Linked DNA regions of Mus musculus: region 1 is linked to region 2. Evidence: chromatin contacts called from public HiChIP or PLAC-seq data. All regions are on one chromosome and are shown on one strand. The core of a region is the stretch at or near the end of the contact, and the rest is flanking DNA. Distances in the headings are between cores, read along the strand shown.

What was found. HiChIP or PLAC-seq counts read pairs in DNA pulled down with a chosen protein or histone mark.
Region 1: a contact with region 2 is called in an H3K4me3 HiChIP or PLAC-seq map of the SCID.adh cell line, with 15 read pairs. The contact joins two enhancer-like sites. A contact is called at or near these places in 1 of 15 datasets of contacts at CTCF or cohesin (the NIH/3T3 cell line), 3 of 484 Hi-C or Micro-C datasets (B cells, embryonic stem cells and nephron progenitors) and 3 of 115 datasets of contacts at active chromatin or transcription factors (the SCID.adh cell line, double positive thymocytes and stem cell-derived neural progenitor cells).

Annotation. Positions count from the first base shown.
Region 1 is chr1:191,518,170-191,521,932 of GRCm38.p6, reverse strand. No RefSeq gene overlaps it. Among named protein-coding and RNA genes, the nearest start is that of Gm32334, 33 kb to the right of the region's middle. Within about 2 kb of position 1,997, at least 38 of the 459 cell types and tissues checked have an H3K27ac peak or open chromatin away from gene starts, as enhancers often do. A contact at or near this core is called in the SCID.adh cell line, where this site is marked.
Region 2 is chr1:191,422,514-191,426,672 of GRCm38.p6, reverse strand. The region is part of intron 2 of Gm31987 (a long non-coding RNA gene); the gene reads left to right. It overlaps Gm32128 (a long non-coding RNA gene), which reads right to left. Exons shown (of 3, transcript XR_373881.4): 3 at 4,029-4,159. Among named protein-coding and RNA genes, the nearest start is that of Gm32128, 4.0 kb to the right of the region's middle. Within about 2 kb of position 1,437, at least 12 of the 459 cell types and tissues checked have an H3K27ac peak or open chromatin away from gene starts, as enhancers often do. A contact at or near this core is called in the SCID.adh cell line, where this site is marked.

The DNA of each region.
Region 1 (3,763 bases), core at 748-3,247, 95 kb before region 2:
GCAACCCTGAGCTGTTGGCCTCCGAGTGACAAAGTGGCTATCTTCAGTTGCAACTGAGGCGCCATCTTGGAGTTAACAGCCTGCAAAAGTTGAGATATTCCTCAACAAACATCGTAAGCTATTGTCTCCCTAATAGGTTCGGTCTAAGCCCACAGGAGGCCCAATGCGCCACCCTTCCCAGTGACCTGCTTGAGGAATCTGGCTCTCAGTCCCCAAACCTTAGGCTCTGGGGCTTTAAAAGTCTTGGTTTCTGACAGGAAGATGCTGTCATCAGGGGGAGTATATTAATGCCAGGAAACTTCACACTGCAGCTGCTGTCTGCTCGATGGGCTAGTCTGCTCAACGTGCCAAGAGGCCAGGATTTAAGGAAAGGAATCACCACTCAGATGAGGTAATTAGCTGCAGTCATCAGTCGGTGGCAGGCTGGTGTCACTGTGGGGGCAACGGAAAATTCTTTGGCACTCAGGGCGCCCACTGAGGCATCTCAGACACTCCCCCTCCTCATTGGAAAGGACAGAAGCCCGATCTAAGGTGGCCATGGTGTCTCATAGCTTAGGGCCGAAAGTCTGTGCCATGCCATCACATGAGATACTTGAAACAGTAGAAATTTTAGTGAGGGAGGAGTGGACTTCGAACAGGTCTTGAAGAAGGAGACAATTACTGATGTGATCTCAAAACTAGATGTAGGAACAGAGACAGAAAGAAGAATGGCTGCTTCATCCCACTAGCTTCCTGGAAGTTTTCGAAGGGCAAAGCCCAGTCCCAGAAGCAGTTGGTTGTGAATGACACCTGGAATGGTCAGCGATTGTAGTGAAGAACTGTGGAAATCACTCAGACCCACACCCAGGGACTAAGACACCCAGGAGGCCGGCCGATGGGCCTCTCCCTGTACTGTTCGGTCAGCTGCAGGGAGCTTCCAGGTATTGAGGAGAGGCCCACGTCCACAGACTGCTCCACGGGAAGATAAAGTCCTAGCCACAGCCTCAATCTGAGATCTTGGGAGCACCTGTTAGGACTTGAATATGAAATGTGTCCCACACACTCACTGTTGAAGGATCGGTCCCCAGACAGTGGTGCTATTTTGGGAGGTTCTGGAAACTGTCAGAGGTGGAGCCTAGCTAGAGGAAGGGAAGGAGGCCCCAAGGACAAGTCGGGGAAGAGGAGAGGCTTATCTTTCCTCCAGACCTATCTGTCTCTCTGCTTCTTGGCTGCCGAGTTGGGATCCGCTCCGCTCCATCAGGCCTGCTTCACCATGAGCAAAATAAATTTCGCTTCTCCACAAATTGTTTTTAAGTTACGTATTCTGACAGAGTAGCACATTATCTTCAATGACCTTATTATCACCAAATTCTGGTGACCTCTTCAGACCTAAACCTCGAACAGTAAATACCAAGTCCACTCTTTTTATTATTGTGTCTCCAAGGCCTCTTCCTTCACACTGAATACAGCAGAAGAGAAGCCCCCAGACGAGAGGAGTGTGTTGGAGGGGTGATGTGATTGGACAGGAACAGATGGGAAGGGGCGGGTCCAGAACAGAAAGGGAGGCTACAGTGGGCCAGGTGAAAGATTACGGGGGATTTTGGCAATGCTAAGAAGTTGGAAATTGGTTCAGTCCCTGTCTGCCTCCCTCCTCCAGAAGGCAAGCTGTCTGAGGACAGGAACCTCGGCTTTTTAGTTATTGCGCTGTAATCTCCAGTTCCCGTAACAGCTCTTGACCTCTAGTAGATACTTTATTTAAAAAGTAACAAACAGCCAGGCGTGGTGGCACATGCCTTTAATTCCAGCACTTGGGAGGCAGAGGCAGGTAGATTTCTGAGTTCGAGGCCAGCCTGGTCTACAAAGTGAGTTCCAGGACAGCCAGGGCTATAGAGAAACCCTGTCTTGAAAAACCAAACAAATTTTTGGGATTTTATCATTTAAGTGTTCACACCACCCCTCCCCCATTGAAGACAGCTACATCCTGCAATACATCAAAACAACCACAGAAATACTGTATGTGCTGTGACCGTTAATCTAACTGTCAATTCAGCAGGATCTAGAGCCACTTAGGGGGCTTGCATCTGGGCTTGTCTGTGAGGAGTTTCTAGACCTGGTTAATTGAGGTTGGAGCCTCAGATGTAGTGGAAGTACACATCAGTCTTTGTGCTGGGGGCCTGGACTGAGTAAGAGGAGAAACCTTGCTAAGCCTCAACTCCATGTCAACTTCTTGGTCATGGATACAATGTGACCAGCATGCTCACACTTCTGGAGCTGTGCCTTCCAAATGCCATGATGGATTGTCTTCTCAACCTGTGAGCCAGATCAGACCCTTCCTTGAGTTGCTTTTGTGGTGTTTGTTCGGTACCATCCTCCAAGTGAATTACCCATCATCTTCGTGAGTCTTCAAAGATCATCCTAGCATTGCTAACATTCCTTCATAGAACAAGGGAAAACCCTGGAACCTTCTTTAGTGTATCCAGCAACTCTCCCCAGCCAACTGTACCCAGTCCTGCCCTAACTGTACAGGCCTTGGGGTCTCAGGGAGGGGCTGAAGTGCATAGGCTGGGGAAGCCTAAGGAAAGGAAATTCATGGGGGTGAGGAGCCATCGTCCATGCTGGGGGCAGACCTTCCAGAGAGGTTAGTATGGAGTCACCCATGCTCTGTAAATGATTCTAATAAACGCATAGATTCCCAGAGTGAATTGTGGATTGTATGCAAAGGGAAGAATGTGAGCAGCCTTTGTTAGATGTTTTTGTCAAAGAAATAAGAAATGTAGCTGATACAGGCTGGAAAAGATACAGTGTAACCAGCCACAGTCGCCCACTGCAGACTCACTCTCCTCTCCAGGTGGCAGGTGGACACCCTGGGAGACAAAGACCTCCGTGGTGTGTGTGTGTGTGTGTGTGTGTGTGTGTGTGTGTGTGTGTGTGTGAGAGAGAGAGAGAGAGAGAGAGAGAGAGAGAGAGAGAGAGAGAGGAAGAGAGATCGATCATCACTTCAGTCCATCTAGCTTGCAACAAGACTCAAAACTGGAAGATGAAGGAAAACTGAGCTTGGAGTGACTGTGGCCTGATTCCAGAGCCCAGGCTGCCGTTAGGTACAGAAATGTAGAGCTCAGGGGCCTGCAGGAATATTTTAATTTCTTTTAGAATGAGAAAGGAATAAGAAGAGTATTGATGAATACATGACAAACCCAGGTTGGGTTCTGCTCATCTGTGTGGCCCCACAGCTATCGACTATCACTTTAGGGATGTTTTATGGTATAGAAAGCCATCCCTGAACAACCACAACTTGGTCCCACCTGGCACAGATCTCCTCTAAGGTGCCAGCTACTACTGTCAAGAGCCAGAGAAACAAGAGGTGGGGGAGTCATCTCACTTAGTTTTCTTTTTCTTTTTTTTATTAGATATTTTTCTTTACTTACATTTCAAATGTCTCACTTAGTTTTCTAAACTTGTGTTATAAGAGGGCAAAACTGGTTTGGTGATTTTGCCAAAGCCACAGAGAGCAAACAGCTACACTGAGATCTGAGCTGAGGATGTCTGAGATCTTCCATGGATTATTAGACCTTCCGAGGCCTAGTCATGCCTCGGGATCACAGGCTGGGTTATGCAGGGACACCTTCCCCAGATCTGCCTCTGCCTGCCACAGGCAGTCCTACCCAGAGCCACCCAGCTCCACCCTGTCCTCTGTAAACCCCCATCTAGCCCGTTCCCAGTACCAAGCCCACGTCCCACCCATCTCCTCCCTTAATCACAAAATCTTGGGGAAACAGGGTTGAGT
Region 2 (4,159 bases), core at 188-2,687:
CGAGTGGTTAAGAATACAGGCTTGGGTGGGAGCACCGGCGGCTCTTCAGAGAATGTGAGTTTGGTTTTCCTAGCAGCACACGGCCGTCTGTTACTCCAGTCGGCAGCCCCAGGGTATCCGACACCCTGTTCTAGCCTTTGGATCATGCAGGGCACAGACATACATGCAAGGAAAAACACACCCAGGCACATAAACTAGAACGAAAGGGGAAAAGCAGAATCCAGGTTCTTAGGTGTTACTACCAGCAAGCAGGGCTCTGGGTGAACTTAGTTTCCTAATGCCCTCATCTGTAAAATGTGAGGGCAACCTCATCTTTAGCTTTCGGTTATATCAGATGAAATACATAAAGGCTTGAACCCTGTTGCTGGCACAGCAAGCAGCTCATGGCAGCTCTCCTTGAAATGATTGAGGAGGTGGTGAGGATTGGAGCTGGGTCAAAGAAAGGCAGGTGGGGGAGCAAAGAGAGCCTGGATGATAAAGACATACAGAGCATGAAAAGATGGGGTGTGACGAACTCGTTCAGATGGGAAGAGTTGAGGAGAATTTCCTGACGTCAAGAGGTGGTGAGAAAGCACAAGGCCAGGGCGGGGCTGAGTGTAAGATGACATCAGTGTAGATGACATAAGATGGGTGGGTAGCTGAGGTCTCCTGCGGGAAGGAGGCACCATGGAGAAGGAGATCTGGGCTGGGGCACTGGTGTGCAGCCATGAACACGTGGTGAAAGTCAAAGCTTTAAGAACAGACAGTGTCACTCAAGGAAAGTATGTGATCGAGAAGAGACAAAGTTGAGTTTAGAACACAGGAAGTGCTCAAATATGACAGAGGAGAGAAGAAAAAGGAATGTGAGCCCTGGAATGAAATAAGGGGCAGAGAGCATAAGCCAGCAGGGACAATTGTGAAGAAAACACCGGAGAATAGCCAGCAGTTATCTACCAAAAAAAAAAAAAAAAAAAAAAAAAAAGTCTGGGACAGTAAAAGGCTTGAGAATATCGAAAAAAAAATAATAAGATTTTAAAAGTCAAATCTCTCTGGGTGTTTTGGCACACACCTTTAGTTCTACACAGGAGGCAGGGACAGGTGGATCTGGATCTCTGGGAGTTAGAGACTAGCCTGGTTTGCATTGTGATCTCCAGCCGGTGATGACTATATAGAGAGACATAGACCCCATGTGTGTGTGGGGGGGTGAGGTGGGGGGTGGGAATTCAATCGCTTGCTTCCAGGAGACACACAGAAGAGACTCAAGTTCTCTCGGGTTGTTCACACCCTGTCGACATTATCTTTCCTTTCCATATCTAGGGGGCAGCCATAAAGCACAGGCAGTGGTGACCTCAGTTATGTCTTGCCCTGTGATGATCCTACAGTGGTAGGAACAGCATTAGCCACACGGCAAAGCACCAGGCATACTCTTTGTACCCACAGACATTGCTGATGCTCTCAGGAGCCATCTATGAGAAGGCCCTGCTGCTCGTCACTCCTAGCAAACTTCCTGTGATCTGAAGACCCTAGTAGGCTGGCTACTTCCTCCAATCAAGGAAGGCAACTCTCAGCTCCCTAACAGCCAGGAGAACATGTCCTCAAAGTCACCAAAATCATTGGGTGACCAGGCTTTTCCCAAAGCTCAGAAACCTCTCCAGAGCAGCAGCCTCGGGCTGTGGGAGACTGTAACTCTAACAGTGAGCCCTGGGCCAGCAGCGACATCAGGGAACCTAGACATGCAAATGCTCTTGGGATCCATCCTAGACCTAACTCTGGAGACTGGCTCTGTAGCAGTCTTATTAATTAATTAATTTTAAAAATTTGTGATCCTGAGATCGAACCTGGGGCTTGTTAAACATTCTTCTACTGAGCTGTGTCCCCCATCCCTCCAATCTGTTTTTGTTATTTTGAGACTTGCTGCCGGCTGTCCAGGAACTCAATGCATAGATCAGGCTAGTCTTAGACTTGCTGCGAACCTCCTGCCTGACTCGGCAGTGATAGGAATATAGGGCAATAGGCCACCACACCAGCTTTGGGTATGCTTGTTTGTTCTCTTGTTTAATTTTATGTGTTAACATTTTGAGTGGGGGAGGGGTGCGGAAGGGTGTGTATATGGCATGACGTGCCTGTACTGACCAGAGGACAACTGTACGGAGTCAGTTCTCTCTTTCTACTTTTACATAGGTTCTCTGGGGGTCAAACTCAGATTGTCCAGCTTGTGTGGCAAGCAGTTTTACCCACTGAGCCATTTCAGCATCCCTAATCATTTTTAATATTTATTTTAATATATACAATATATACATGCGTGTATACACATATACACACACGCATACACCTGAGTATATGTCTGCATACCCTATGCATGCAGAATCCCATGGAAGTCAGAAGAGGGTGTCAGATCCCCTGGAACTGGAATTACAGATGGTTGTAAACCGCCATTTGGTAACTGGTAAGCTGGTAACTGAACCTGGGTCCCCTGCAAGAGCAGCGTGTACTCGTAACCACTGAGCCACCTCTCTACCCATACCCTGATGTGTTTTCAACAAGCCCTCCAGTGGTCCCGCCCGATGTACCATTGTGCAGGCTTGAGAACTACTGCCCTGTGCAATGGTGGATACCAGCTCCTGTTTTCATTTCTCTCCCTAGAACACAGTGCAGCAGATGTTTTTCAGCGGGTGTGAACTGGCTTGAGTTATGGAAGGCTTTTCCTGTGCATGCCATACACATTCGGACATGTGACAGACTTTGTCTGAGAGTTTGTTCTCTCATTGAGAACTAGCAATTCATACATAGATGAAGTGAGATCAAATGCAGAGACTGCCAAGCAGGGGCCTTCTGATAGGTGTCTGTGCACCTGAGCTACCCAGTCATGACTCGGGAGACTACAGTGAACATGGGAGGGAGGGAGGCAAGGGATATGGTTGGAAGGAGTAGGTGACGTGATGCCACAAGGGATTAATCAGGCAGTCCCGAAGCTGGGATGTTTGGCAGGGTGTTCACCCTGGCTTGCTATGCATTGATTTAGCCAGTGGCATGGAAGAAAATGGAGAGACGACCCTTGTTTAAAAGAAGTTACGAGATGGCTGGGGTATAGCTCAATGCTAGAGCACATGCTTAGCAAGGGCAGACTCTGTCTCTGTCTCCCTCCCTCCCTCCCTCCTTCCCTCCTTCCCTCCCTCCCTCCCTCCCTCCCTCCCAGGTCATTACTGTGTAGCCTTTACTGGCCTAGAACTGCCTTAGATCAGCACTCAGAGGCAGAGGCAGGCAGATCAATATGAGATCAAGGCCAGCAAGTTCCAGAACTAGCCCATAATGATACCAGGCTGTATGTTCAGTCTCCAGTAGCACAAACAAAGAAAAGCAGAGAGTACGGGCCTGTGATCCCAGCTACGTGGGAGCCTGAGGCAGGAGAAGCAAACATTCAAGAACAGCCTGAAGTATAGTGAGTTCAAGGCTAGCTTAAGCAATTTAGAGAGGTCCTGGCTCAAAAAGAAAAACTAGAGTAAAAGAAAACAGACAGCAGCAGCAGCAGCAGCAGCAGCAGCAGCAGCAGCAGAAGAAGAAGAAGAAGAAGAAGAAGAAGAAGAAGAAGAAGAAGAAGAAGAAGGAAGAAGAAGAAGAAGAAGAAGAAGAAGAAGAAGAGGAGGAGGAGGAGGAGGAGGAGGAAGAGGAGGAAGAGGAGGAAGAGGAGGAAGAGGAGAAGGAGGGCGAGGTGGGGAAACAAGAAATAAGTATGTCGAAACTCGCTGGCCACTGAAAGCAGCAGATAGTTGGTGATGTAAGGCTGGAAGCTTTCATAACCTCAGGGTTTGGTTCTGCTTGCCTGTGTGTGCCAGTGTGCAGAAGGGCTTAGGGGAGGGTGCTGAGGACTAGAGCCCCCAGGGAAGACATTTGTGGAGACCACACTGTGTGGTTCCTCCCTCCCTCCCTCCCTCTCTCCCTCCTTCCCTCCCTCCCTCCCTCCCTCCCTCCCTCCCTCCTTCCCTCCTCTCTCTCTCTCTCCTCCATCCTCCCTTTCCTTCTCCCTCCCTGTCCCCTCCTTCATTCCCTCTTTTCCTCCTTTTCTTCCTTCCTCTCTATCCCCTATGTTAGCATCCCTATAAGCCCAGAAGGCACAGAGTTGAAGCATCTGTCAGGCAGGGGGAGCAGAGAGTGAGCGGCCTTTAGGAGTGGGTGACATTGC